Regions from separate parts of the Mus musculus genome. Here all the other regions are linked to region 1. Evidence: chromatin contacts called from public HiChIP or PLAC-seq and promoter capture Hi-C data. All regions are on one chromosome and are shown on one strand. Each heading gives the region's core, a stretch centred on a gene start, on an enhancer-like site or on the middle of the called end of the contact. The rest is flanking DNA. Distances are from core to core; before and after follow the strand shown.

Region 1 (2,700 bases), core at 114-2,613:
ACAGATGGGTCTGTCTCTGTACCCTGTGGTTGTTGCATGGTACAGCTAGGTTCAGACATGACTGATCTGCCATACTGTCTTTTGTAAATTGCAGGGGCTATTCCTGGTTGTCAACTTGACTATATCTGGATGAACTACAATCCAGAATTGGGAGGCTCACCAGTGATCCTAATCTGGAGGCTGAGATAGAAGTTTCTGACCTGAATCTTGGCATGGAGATCTTGAGGCACAGTGGCTATGAATTCCAGAAGATTAAGACAGGAAGATCTCCAAGTCAAGGTTATCTGGGATTAAAGGTGTGGTGGCAGACACCTTTAATCTGGGCCACACCTTTTGCTGGAGACCTATATAAGGACATTGGAAGAAGGAAGATTGACACTCTCTTCTTCAACTGCTTGCCTTGTGGGACTGAGTGACTGCTAGATCCTTGGACTTCCATTCACAGCTGCTGCTGACCATTGTTGGGAATTGGACTACAGACTGTAAGTCATCCACCAATTCCCTTACTATATAGACTATAGAGTTCTGTGACTCTAGAGAACCCTGACTCATACATAAATGCCACTTATTTTGCAGAGATCTAGCTACCCTCATACTTTTTTATGCTTTTTTGAGATGGAGTTTCATGTATCCCAGTATGGCCTTGAACTTGCTATGTAATTGAAAATTAACTTAAATTTTTGGTCCTCCTGCCTCCATCCTTAGAGTATTGGTGTTACAGGCATGGGTGTGTGGTGGAAATTGAGTCCCAACCAGGATCAATTGAGCCAACTTCCAATCCCTGACACGACTCCTCAACGTCTCTACTTTCTTTGGCTCAATTTCCACGTCTTTCTGTCTCCTCAATGTGCTGAACATAACTTAGTCTCTCGCACTCAGAAACTTTTTTTTAACAACAACAACAAAAAAGTAAAAAAACAAAATTTTGTATGTGTGTTTTGCCTGCATGTCTGTGCACCACATGTGCAGTGCCCATGGACTCCAGAAGAGAGCATATAGGTAGCAGACAAGCAGTTTTTCAAACCTGGGTCCTTTGGAAGAACAACCGCTGTATTAAGGCATTTATGCAAAAATCTCAGAAACTTTTTAACGGTCTCTAAATAATGTTAGCGCTGCAGGCACATTATTTAAGAGCCAAAGTCTCAGTTTCCCCACCTATAGGGTGAGTGAAGGGCGAGTGTAGGGTTTCACATCGATGTGTTGCTAGGACCTGAGAGAACTTCGCAGTTTACCTCCTCCTACTGGGCCCGCCCCGTTGCGGCAGCGCCTGCGCAGCATCCTCTTCCAGGTTCAGTGCGCTCGAGGACTCGGCGCTCGACCGCCGCGTGTCAGTCTGTCTTCCGGTTTCTGCCCGGCGCGCCTGTCGAGCGCCGAGCCACTGATGGCGATGGCTGCCACTGGTCTCTGAGGAACCTCGTAGGCCGGCAGTCAGAACCCGAGGTGGAAAGGCAGGCTGCCGACTGCCTGTCGGAAGCCGCAGGGAGTGAGAAAGGGTGTCGCAGAGAGCGCGGCGGTGGCTGAGGTGGGTGTGACGTGTGGTTTGAGATGACGATGCGGTCGGGAGATGAGGCTTTGCGGGCCTCGGCGCCGCGCGGGTCTCTGCCCGCGCCGTGACGTGTTGCGTGATGTCCCGCAGAGTCGCGTCCCGCGGGTGCGCGTGGCCGTGCGGATCTCTACAGAGCCCCCCGGCTGGGTTTTTCAATCCAGTCTGGAGGCGAGAGTTTGCACAACTGGCCTTCTGGTTGCGGCATCAATTGCGGTGGTTTGTGGTGGCACCTAATTAAGTGACTTTATGTTAAGGTCCCCCACTTCATTCGCGGAACCCTATTATCCCGCTCTCCGAGTTCTCGTGGTGATGGCGAAAATCCCAGGCTCTCCTTCCCGGCTGCTGTCTTGTGTTAGTCACTTCACTTGTGTATAGGCTATGGCACCCCAGGCAGCTGCTGTGAAGGCATCCTGGAGGGAGCCTGCCTTGAGTAAGGGGCGTTTCTCCAGGGTGAGAACTGAGCTGCGATGTGTGGCCAGGGTGCACGGGGACGACTTCTGTTTGACTTTTTCTTCAGGATGAGTTGCAGGCGGGGAGGAGGCAGCTGTCACACCCAGAGGATCCTGTCAGCCACTGGCTGGGGAGAGAACCGGTCGGACCTGAGGCTGGCTGTTTAAGTGATGCCTCAGATGCTTTCCGGGATGGGTCTGCATGTGTGTAGTCTCTCGATTTATTTATTTAATCTCAAGACAAGGGTCTCACTATGTATCTATGTCTGGCCTGGAACTTGACATGTAAACCAGGCTGGCCTCAAACTCACAGGTATCTGTCTGCTTCTGCCTCCCACGCCTGTCAAATTTCTTAATTAAAGGAAATAACAGGCACCTAGCGTCCTGTTTAATTTATTTTCTGAGTTGCTGTCACCCTTCACCTTTGAGGACCAGATGGTACCCTCCTCTGTGCCCTCTGCAGCACACCACAATTCTAGCTACACAAACTCCCACTCTGTGCTGTGATATGTGGCCTCTAAAGTCTTGGAAACAGATTTCTTTGCTTCTGTGAAATGATTTTATCCTTGTTCTCAATGGTTAGGAGTCTTTCAGGGTCACATCAACAGTGACTTTGCTGTAGTCCAATAAGACAGAAAATGTAAGTTATTAAGCCCTGAAATGTTTAAGTATCAGATTTTTCTGTTGAAGGGCAGAGAACATCAG
Region 2 (2,700 bases), core at 147-2,646, 530 kb after region 1:
CCAATTGGAGCCACGTGCTACCAATCCGCAGTCCGAGGACCCTCCGGGTCAAGCGCCTGGCCAGTCTTTGAGATGATTTATTTCCCCAGGCAGGAAATGGGGGCCCAGGCTGTCTCCCAAGCCTTTGGGGCTGGTCCTAGGGAAGGCAGGGATCTGGCAGAGGCCAGGCAGTGACCAAAATAGCCAGGTCGGTGGCCCTGCTGAGCACACGCCTCCCTTGCCGCCAGGCTACAGCCTAGGTTGAGGCTTTGGGACTGTAGGATCTGTTCCTGAGACTGGTTCCTTGTGTGGCTTCCCCAGTGGGAGCAGACCAGAACCTCCCACCCAAAAGAGGAACCCATAAAGTGAAGGGGAGCAGTCTAGAGGAAGATGTGTTCAGCTGGTGCTACCCATTGCCCCTGGCTGTCGTTTCGGGCCTCAGCCCTGCTACTCAAGCCTGGGAGCGACTGTCACACCTGCGTGCCACACCCAGGCAGCACCTGGAGCCATACCGCCCTTTTACCTCTCCTAAATACTACGAAGAACCAAAGATGTCCATTGGGCCCACTGGGCACAAGGGATGGCCTCTCGGGTACAGCTAGAAGACACTAGACTTGCCCCCAACCACAGATCCAGGGATCCAGGCACATTCGGGCACACACACGTGCACACGGCCAGGGTTCCGGAGACACAGCCACACGTACAGGTTCACATAGGCAAGATGTGTGTGTGTGTGTGTGTGTGTGTGTGTGTGTGTGTATCAGAAGACAGAGCCACACGGCCACACTACACTCAGGTAAGGCAGCCCCGGACATAGCCCTGGTCATATCACACACCCCGGGGCGCACATGTACACGGCTGCCTAGGGTGGAGAAACAGCCACTCTCAGAAACAGAGACATCCAGGGACAAGGAGGCACCCCGTGGGACACACACACACACACACACACACACACACACACACACACACCTGCCGCCGCACCAGCAGCCCCAGCCCCTTCGCCAGGGAAACAATAACTCCCTCTCCAGCAGAGCTGAACAGGAGACCCTCAGTCCCTCCCTCAGGGGTGAAGGGGATGAAAGAGCGCGGGGAGGCCAGACCCGCAGGGACCCGGTGAGGTGGCGGAGCGCGGCCCGGGGAGGGGGCTGCAGTCGCGGCCCACACGCCCTGGGTACCTGGGTGGCTAAGCCCACAGCGGATGGCCCGGGGCTGGCGAGGCTGGCGGGACTGGCGGCGATCGCGGCGTTGGCGGCTGGGCACGGGAGCTCGGCAGCAACCAGGTCCCGGAGCACGACGCTGGCGGCGGCGCGGAGGAAGCGGTAATTTATAAGCGGCTTCTCCCTGACCTCGCGTGTCTGTTGTCTGAACAGGCAGCTCTCCGCATCACCCATCCTGCTGGGTGGAAAAATACCAGCTTGGCCGGGCCTGGGCGGGGCCTAGGGAGGGGCCTGGTCTGTCGGCCACGCCCACACACGGGGCGCGCGCGCGCGCGCGCACACACACACACACACACACACACACACACACACACGCACGCACGCGCGCACGAGCTCGGACACACAAAGAGCCGGAGCTCGCCTCGTCGAGCGCGCGCACCCATCCTCATGCTCCATCCAAACGCTGGTGGCTAATGGCACTGCTCAGGCCTCTCATGCAGGCGATGAGGAGTTAGAGACCCAGACCCCTGGCTCATCTCCTGTCCTGATATTACCACACCACAACGCTCTCTAACACACCCACCTAGGTCTGTGGACGAGGCCTGTGGCTGCCGCAGCAGCTAGATCCCTACCAGAATCTGCTCCTCCCCCATTGCCCCGAGTCCTCTCAGGGCCAGTGTGCAGCTCTGCAAGCCTGGCTGAGCTGCCGTGGAAGTGATAATGGAGGCCAAGTCCCCCACCCCCACCCCCACCCCCACCCCTGGCCCACATGAGGCTGTGTTTTCGAAGCGCCCCGACTTCGTCGTGGCTGTGTGACATCAGGCAAGTTCCCCAGACCTTCTGTGTCTTAGTTTCCTCATCTGTAAAACGGAAATAAAAATAGTGGAACTCATCACTTCTGGCTGCTGGGAGGGTCCAAGGTTAACAGTGTAAAGAGTCTGAACAGGACACCAGGCACCTAGGAAGTGCCAAACGAGTGTCAGCAAATGTGACTATTTTTAAATGGAGATGGGGAGTGTGCCATTATTCTTGTCCTTATTTGAATGAGCATGTCCTCCATCTGATTGTACACACCCACAGCCTGGCTGAGCCTGAGGTGGCGCTGTGTGACCTTCAGTAAGGCCTTCCCCCTCTCTGCTTGCCCACTTCCTTTTCTTTCTTCTCCACTCTCTCTGCACATAAGTGTCAATTATGTAGCATGGCTATCCTGTCTCTTAAACTGGGAATGGTAGCCCCAGACCTGACCAGCCTGAATCCATTGTCCTAGGCTGGCATAAGACACCAAGAAGCAAAATAAGGTGGTGGTGTGACTCAAGCCTTTAATCCCAGCGCTGGGAGGCAGAGACAGGCAGATCTCTGAGTTCAAGGCCAATCTGGTTTACAGAGTGAGTTCCACTAAGGCTGCACAGAGAAAACCCGTCTTAAAAAAAAAAAATCCAGACTCACATTTCATTACCCACAGCACAAAGGGCTGAGACCAGGGGGTAGGTCAGAGAGTAGGAAAGTGGCTGTTTTGAACCCAGAGCAGACTTCAGGAAGCCCAGAGCCTTTGGGCAGACAGAAG
Region 3 (2,700 bases), core at 34-2,533, 510 kb before region 1:
TTCTCCTTCACCATCCCCAGAATGGATTGTAGAATATTAAATCCATAGTAAGCCTATACTAAGCCAGGACTCAGATGTTTCTCATCTCCATGTAGCTAGAGAGGGTATAAATAAGAGCTAGGAGCTAATCACCACAAGACCATGTATTGACTCCAGTAATCAAAATCAGGAAGTCTGTGCCTTGACTGCTCTCCCTTGCAAGGTAGATTTGGCTCGCTAATGGCCTCCACTTGGCAATGCAACATCTTTCCTCGAAGTACAGCTCAACCCAGAGGAGAAAAGTATCGGCTAGCTGCTGAGTCCATGGTTGGCTCTCAATTAGCCCAATTCTTTCTTTGCCAGCCCCAAGATTTGCATGGACACAGGACTCTCTAGTCTCCAGTACACTGATATCCCTCCATGATTGTCCTTTAAGGAGAACAGACCTGAATTGGGGGCATGACAGGTGATAAACATGTCTCTGTGCCCGTGCTTCATGTGGTCATTAAGCCCCTTCTGAATATAGTGCTGAACTAAGTGATCCAAAGCTGCAGGTGCTGTGCTTGCTTTCTTCCTCCAAATCCCACTTTCCTATCCCCGTTCTCTGTCCTTGCTTGATTTAGTAGTTGGTGTCTTTACTCAGTTCTAAGATAACGGTGGGCATTATTATTATTTTATTTGTGAGTGGGGTGGGGTGGGTGGGGTGCACTTCTGGAGACTGGGGGTTGACTTCTGGTATCCTCCTCCATCATTATCTTAGTTTTTGAGGCAGGGTCTCTCACTGAAGCTGGAGCTCATCAATCCAGTTAGCCTGGCGGGCCAGCAAGCCCCGGGACCCTCTTATCTCAGTCTCCCTGGTGCTGGGATTATAAGCATGCGCTGTCACATCTGGCTTTCTACATGGGTGTTGGGGATCTCAACTCAAGTCCTCACGCTTGTGCCGGAAGCGGTTTACCCACTGAGACATCTCAGCCTCATTATGGGGCATTTTTGGTGGATGCTGTGTTGCAAGAAGGTTACTTGATGCCTCATGGGACAGTATCATGTCAATGCTTCAGTGCATGTTGTATTTCCTCTAGGGCATTCGCCACATAGAAACATCTCCAGTTATAAAGAGCCTTTGCTTTCTTTATTCTCTGGAAGAACCCAACCTTTCTGCCACACTCTCCCCTCCCCCACGCTCTCTTTAAATGCCAAATCTCCCTGTGGAGATGGGAGAAAATGTTGGGAGAAAGCCCGGTGGGGAAAATAAACAGTGGTCAGTGTGTTCACTCTGATTACAGCCTTAAGTGCCAGACAATAGCTGCAGTGAGCCCAAGCAAGCAGAGTTCAATACAGCTTTCTTCCCTCCTCAATGCAACTCTGATTCAGCCATGGCTACGCAGGAGAAATGGCGATCTAACTGGGGCAGCACAACCTGGGAATCGTGTGCTGTTCTCTAGGGCCGGCTCCTCAACGGTCTGGAAAGCAACTGAGACCAAGCTTGAAGTGTTTCATGGACATGAACCACTTCCACAGCAGCAGAGCCCCCTTACAAGCGTCTACCTTTTGTTAGCAATCGTACGAGTATGATTTCTAAAGCTAACCATCCAGCTGCTGTCTCTCAGGCCCAAATCTACCCGTGTTTTGGGAGGTGGTGCTTGAATAATCATCTCTTCTCTCGGGCTGGTGCCATATTAGATTTCACCACTAGGCGGCATCAGAGGGCGAGTGCAAAGCTCTGAGCTGGGGGAGGGGAGGGAGGCCTTCGCCTTCTAAATCTTACCAACTTCATCTTGCTGGGGAGCATTTGTTTTGTATCTAACGTTCTCAACACTACTTGCACTAGCCTCTTCCTCGTTGTTTTTTTTTTTTTTTTCCCCCTGCCCCACAATTTACAAGATTTCTCTTACTTTTAAAAGATGCTCTTCTGTTTTTTTTTTTTTTTTTTTTTTTTTTTTTTTTTTTTTGGGTTTGGTTTGGTTTGGTTTAAACACACACACACACACAATTCCAGTTCTCTGTATCCGTTTTTCACTCAAAACATAGAAGAGAAGCTCGAACAGCTGCTTCGTGGGGAGAAAGGTCCCTCATGCTTAAAGATCCAATTTCCTCCTGGGTGGTGGATAAAGCTAAGGAGATAAAAAATGACCTTTCACCTCCAGGAAACAGAAATGTAAGATTAATCTGCAGCTTTGAAACTAATGAGTTGGCTCATCGCAGCAGAGCAGCCCGTGAATAACATACCATGTGTGGAGCCAGCAACCTGGCAACTTTTGTTCATCATATGGGGCTTGGGAGGGAGGAGAGCTGAGAAAGGAATTCATTTTTAAAAATAATCCTCAGAGGATGCTATCTGCTAGGTCTCCACGAAGCTGGTATTACAGGAGGAAGAGATTGGGGGTGGGGTGGGGGTGGGGGAGATCATGAGCCTCTAATGAGCTTGGCTTTTCCCTGCAGAATAACAGAAGGATTCAGACAGGCAGGGAGACTGTGAGGTGGTTAAGGCCATGATCTTGGAGTTGGACTCCTTGGTATCTAAGGCTGATCTGTGGATTCCTCCATGTGTAATCGTGGGTGTGTTTCTTAACTTGTGCCTTGGGAGGTTTGGATTAGATAGTGCACGGAAAATACTATATTCTAGCCAAGAATCTGGTTAGTTTTGCATTTTTACTAGTGATTGAAGGAGGCAGGGGCAATTTGAGGGTGATTTATCCAGGGAGTAGGAAGTCTAAGGTTTCT
Region 4 (2,700 bases), core at 186-2,685, 770 kb after region 1:
TCCGATATAATGGTATTTTCCAGGGGTGTCCATTCACATCTCGACATCGTGATTGACAGTATGTACAGATGTGTTGGATAATACTCATAGCTCCTGTTATGCCTGTGGGCCCTGAGTTACAGGCTATATACAACTACTTAGGGTGATATTTCACATGGTGATTGTCAAATGGCAGAACTAGTAAAAGTAGGCCTACTTGTTAAAGTAAGTGACTTGTATGGGTATGTTTTGATCATGGTCCCTTCCTTCTCTCTGCTTTCTGTCCACCTTAAGACAAGTCACTCTGCTCACCAGCCACCACGATGGTTTGCCTCATCACAGGACCAGCCATAAGGGAGCTGGAGCCCTTGGACAGAAACCTGAAGCATGAGTCCAGGTGTGATTGTGGGGATTTTGGGAAGAGGGATAGTGGATGTACATCCAGAGGCAGTGAGGTCCCAGATGCCTCCTCTGTAGTGAGGGGGTCAAGCAGAAGAGCTCTCGAACCTGACAGATTTGTGAGCTGTCCTTGCTCAGCAGTCATGAGCACATCTCTGTGCCAAGAACTGAAGGGATAGCTGGAGCCCTCAGGCCACAGGGACTCAGGACACATGTGACTCCTGACAGTTGACCACTAACGTGGTCTGGCAGCCGCATCATTCCCCAGAAAATGAGTGTAGACAAACATCATCCAAACAGTAGTTTAATGTCCCAGGACCTTCCTGACCCTTTCAGCTGCTTCCTGAGATGAACAGGAATCACAGGGTAGAGGAGACACAGCACACTTCACGGGATACCAAAGACAGAGGAGAGAGGTGTGGATAGTCAACCCATGTGAACTCAAGTTGGTCTGGTGTCCCCTGGGTCTGCTCCCTCCCATGCAAGACAGGGAGCCTATGCGTGTGAAGGAGAAACAGCTGCGGCAGCGGGCGATCGCGGCGATCAGGGAGGCACATTCCCGCAGTGACTGACAGTTTTCTGTTTAGCACAGTCCCTGCGCACTGTAAGAAAGCGGAAGAGATGAGGGATCTGAGGATAGCCTCGGGATTAGTAACAAGCAGCAACCACTAGACCTGGCAGTGGATATGTGAACCCCATCACGTGCTACTGATAAGGAAACTAAACAACACCTGGAGTCAAGCCTCCCGCATCAGGAGGAAGACGAACTCGGGGGTGGGGGTGGGGTGCGGCGGGGAGGAGGCTATTTCTGAAGCCTATGAGAGCTGTTTCTGCCATGGCAGAAATATGCCTGCTCGCTTTCCCTTTCCATTTGATACTTAGTACCATGATGTTCCTTGGAAGTTATTTTTCACACATGTTCATCTATTGGGCAGTGTTCCTTTTCCAGATCTCAGGCAGAAGTCAGTGAAACATCTCAGCGTAAAGAGCCGCGGGAGCAGTCAGCACCGAAGGAGGAAGGGTCGGAAGACGGTTCTCAGGGACCAAGGCAAGGAAAGCGGCTCAAACTGATGACGCTACTGGCCAGCGCCTCAGGATGACGTCATGTAACCGCGCCGTCGCCGCTACTGCACTGGAGGCTCCGCCCAGCTTCTCCATTGCTAGCGCTTCAGTCTAGCAGGAAGGTCCCGTGCAGCTACCTTGGCATTCTAGCTGTCGGTTCATATTCGGGTGGAACTGGCCGTTTGAACACTCTTGAGAACTGTATTCTCATATCCGTAGCCCATCACTTGACTTCTAGGTATTCATTTTTTGAGTCTTTGTATATTCTAGACATTAACCCTGTCCTGTTCAGCTAGCAAGGTACTGCACGGTCCAAACTCGCCCTCCCGGGCGACCAGCTCATAATGACCTCCCGCCCTCAGTCTTATCGCTCATTTTTTTGTGGGGTGAGTGAGCAGGCCCCGTAGCACTAACTCCTGGAACCAGAGTATGTGGAACCACATGAGAGTGAGCTCGAAAACTGTAAAACAGTTGGTTTTACATCTATGATACATCTTTTAGTATGTTTAAGAGCTAATCCCATCCATTTGTAATTTTGATTGTAAACTTTGGATAAGATTTTTTCCAGAAGAAACACTGACATTTGCTTTGTGATTGAGTGAGTGTTCGCTGAGAGAACAGGTATTCAGCACGAACTCCTTTTTTTTTTTTAATCAAACATTTAATATCCTTTAAAATTCTTCAAGATATATCAACAGCCTATTTTATGTATAAAGATAAAGGAGGAAAGCAATGTATGTAATTAATGTGAAATTAAGACAACTTTCCTGAATATATATATACTATCTCAAATCAATAATAAAGATGAGTACTGCTTTTTTGCCTGTTAAGGAAAGTCATCTTATTGAAAAAACAAACAGCTGAAACGAAGTTTTCTCATGACACAAATGGACTAATTATACAGGTCTCAAAAATGTTTTAAAAAGTACCCTAAGAAGAAAATTTTCTCATTGGACTACACAGAAGCCATCATCTGTGGTGGGGGTGTATATGGAGGGATGTGTGGCAGCTGTTAGGGCTGGCAGCCTCTCCTGAAAACATCTAGAGATTTAATCTGACTCCTTTCATAACTTGCCCAGGACTGTGCCACGCCTGAAGGAATATAAACTCCTGTACAGCACTTGTTAAGTCATGGACTCAGTGTGGGTGTCCATCATTGGATGAATGGCAAAACAGCACAAACACACAGACCTAACTCCCCAGGGCACACACCCAACCATTCTCTCAGTCTGATTCTAGTATCCTGTCCCTCATATCTAT

What was found. HiChIP or PLAC-seq counts read pairs in DNA pulled down with a chosen protein or histone mark. Capture Hi-C pulls out chosen DNA fragments and counts their contacts.
Region 2: a contact with region 1 is called in an H3K27ac HiChIP or PLAC-seq map of thymic regulatory T cells, with 4 times the contacts expected there. The contact joins the promoter of Slc6a6 here to the promoter of Rbsn in region 1. A contact is called at or near these places in 1 of 39 promoter capture datasets (pre-B cells), 4 of 115 datasets of contacts at active chromatin or transcription factors (bone marrow-derived macrophages, microglia, pancreatic cancer cells and 1 more) and 2 of 9 other capture datasets (adipose tissue and liver).
Region 3: an H3K4me3 HiChIP or PLAC-seq map of embryonic stem cells shows a contact between it and region 1, with 4 times the contacts expected there. The contact joins the enhancer-like site here to the promoter of Rbsn in region 1. A contact is called at or near these places in 7 of 39 promoter capture datasets (the 3T3-L1 cell line, embryonic stem cells, hippocampal neurons and 3 more), 12 of 484 Hi-C or Micro-C datasets (the G1E-ER4 cell line, the HL-1 cell line, cortical neurons and 4 more), 7 of 115 datasets of contacts at active chromatin or transcription factors (embryonic hindbrain, embryonic stem cells, epiblast stem cells and 4 more) and 2 of 9 other capture datasets (adipose tissue and embryonic stem cells).
Region 4: a promoter capture Hi-C map of liver shows a contact between it and region 1, with 3 times the contacts expected there. The contact joins the promoter of 1810044D09Rik here to the promoter of Rbsn in region 1. A contact is called at or near these places in 2 of 484 Hi-C or Micro-C datasets (CD4 T cells and CD8 T cells), 1 of 115 datasets of contacts at active chromatin or transcription factors (bone marrow-derived macrophages) and 2 of 9 other capture datasets (adipose tissue and liver).

The regions. Positions count from the first base shown.
Region 1 is chr6:92,213,533-92,216,232 of GRCm38.p6, reverse strand. It overlaps Rbsn (rabenosyn, RAB effector), which reads left to right and starts at 1,363. Exons shown (of 12, transcript NM_030081.3): 1 at 1,363-1,522.
Region 2 is chr6:91,682,763-91,685,462 of GRCm38.p6, reverse strand. It overlaps Slc6a6 (solute carrier family 6 (neurotransmitter transporter, taurine), member 6), which reads right to left and starts at 1,396. Exons shown (of 15, transcript NM_009320.4): 1 at 1,155-1,396.
Region 3 is chr6:92,727,289-92,729,988 of GRCm38.p6, reverse strand. No RefSeq gene overlaps it. Among named protein-coding and RNA genes, the nearest start is that of Prickle2, 22 kb to the right of the region's middle. Within about 2 kb of position 1,283, at least 67 of the 459 cell types and tissues checked have an H3K27ac peak or open chromatin away from gene starts, as enhancers often do. A contact at or near this core is called in cortical neurons, embryonic stem cells, extraembryonic endoderm stem cells and 4 more, where this site is marked.
Region 4 is chr6:91,439,722-91,442,421 of GRCm38.p6, reverse strand. 1810044D09Rik (RIKEN cDNA 1810044D09 gene) reads right to left here and starts at 1,435. Exons shown (of 2, transcript NR_038153.1): 1 at 1,264-1,435; 2 at 667-980. It overlaps 4930471M09Rik (RIKEN cDNA 4930471M09 gene), which reads left to right and starts at 1,568. Exons shown (of 3, transcript NR_045980.1): 1 at 1,568-2,061.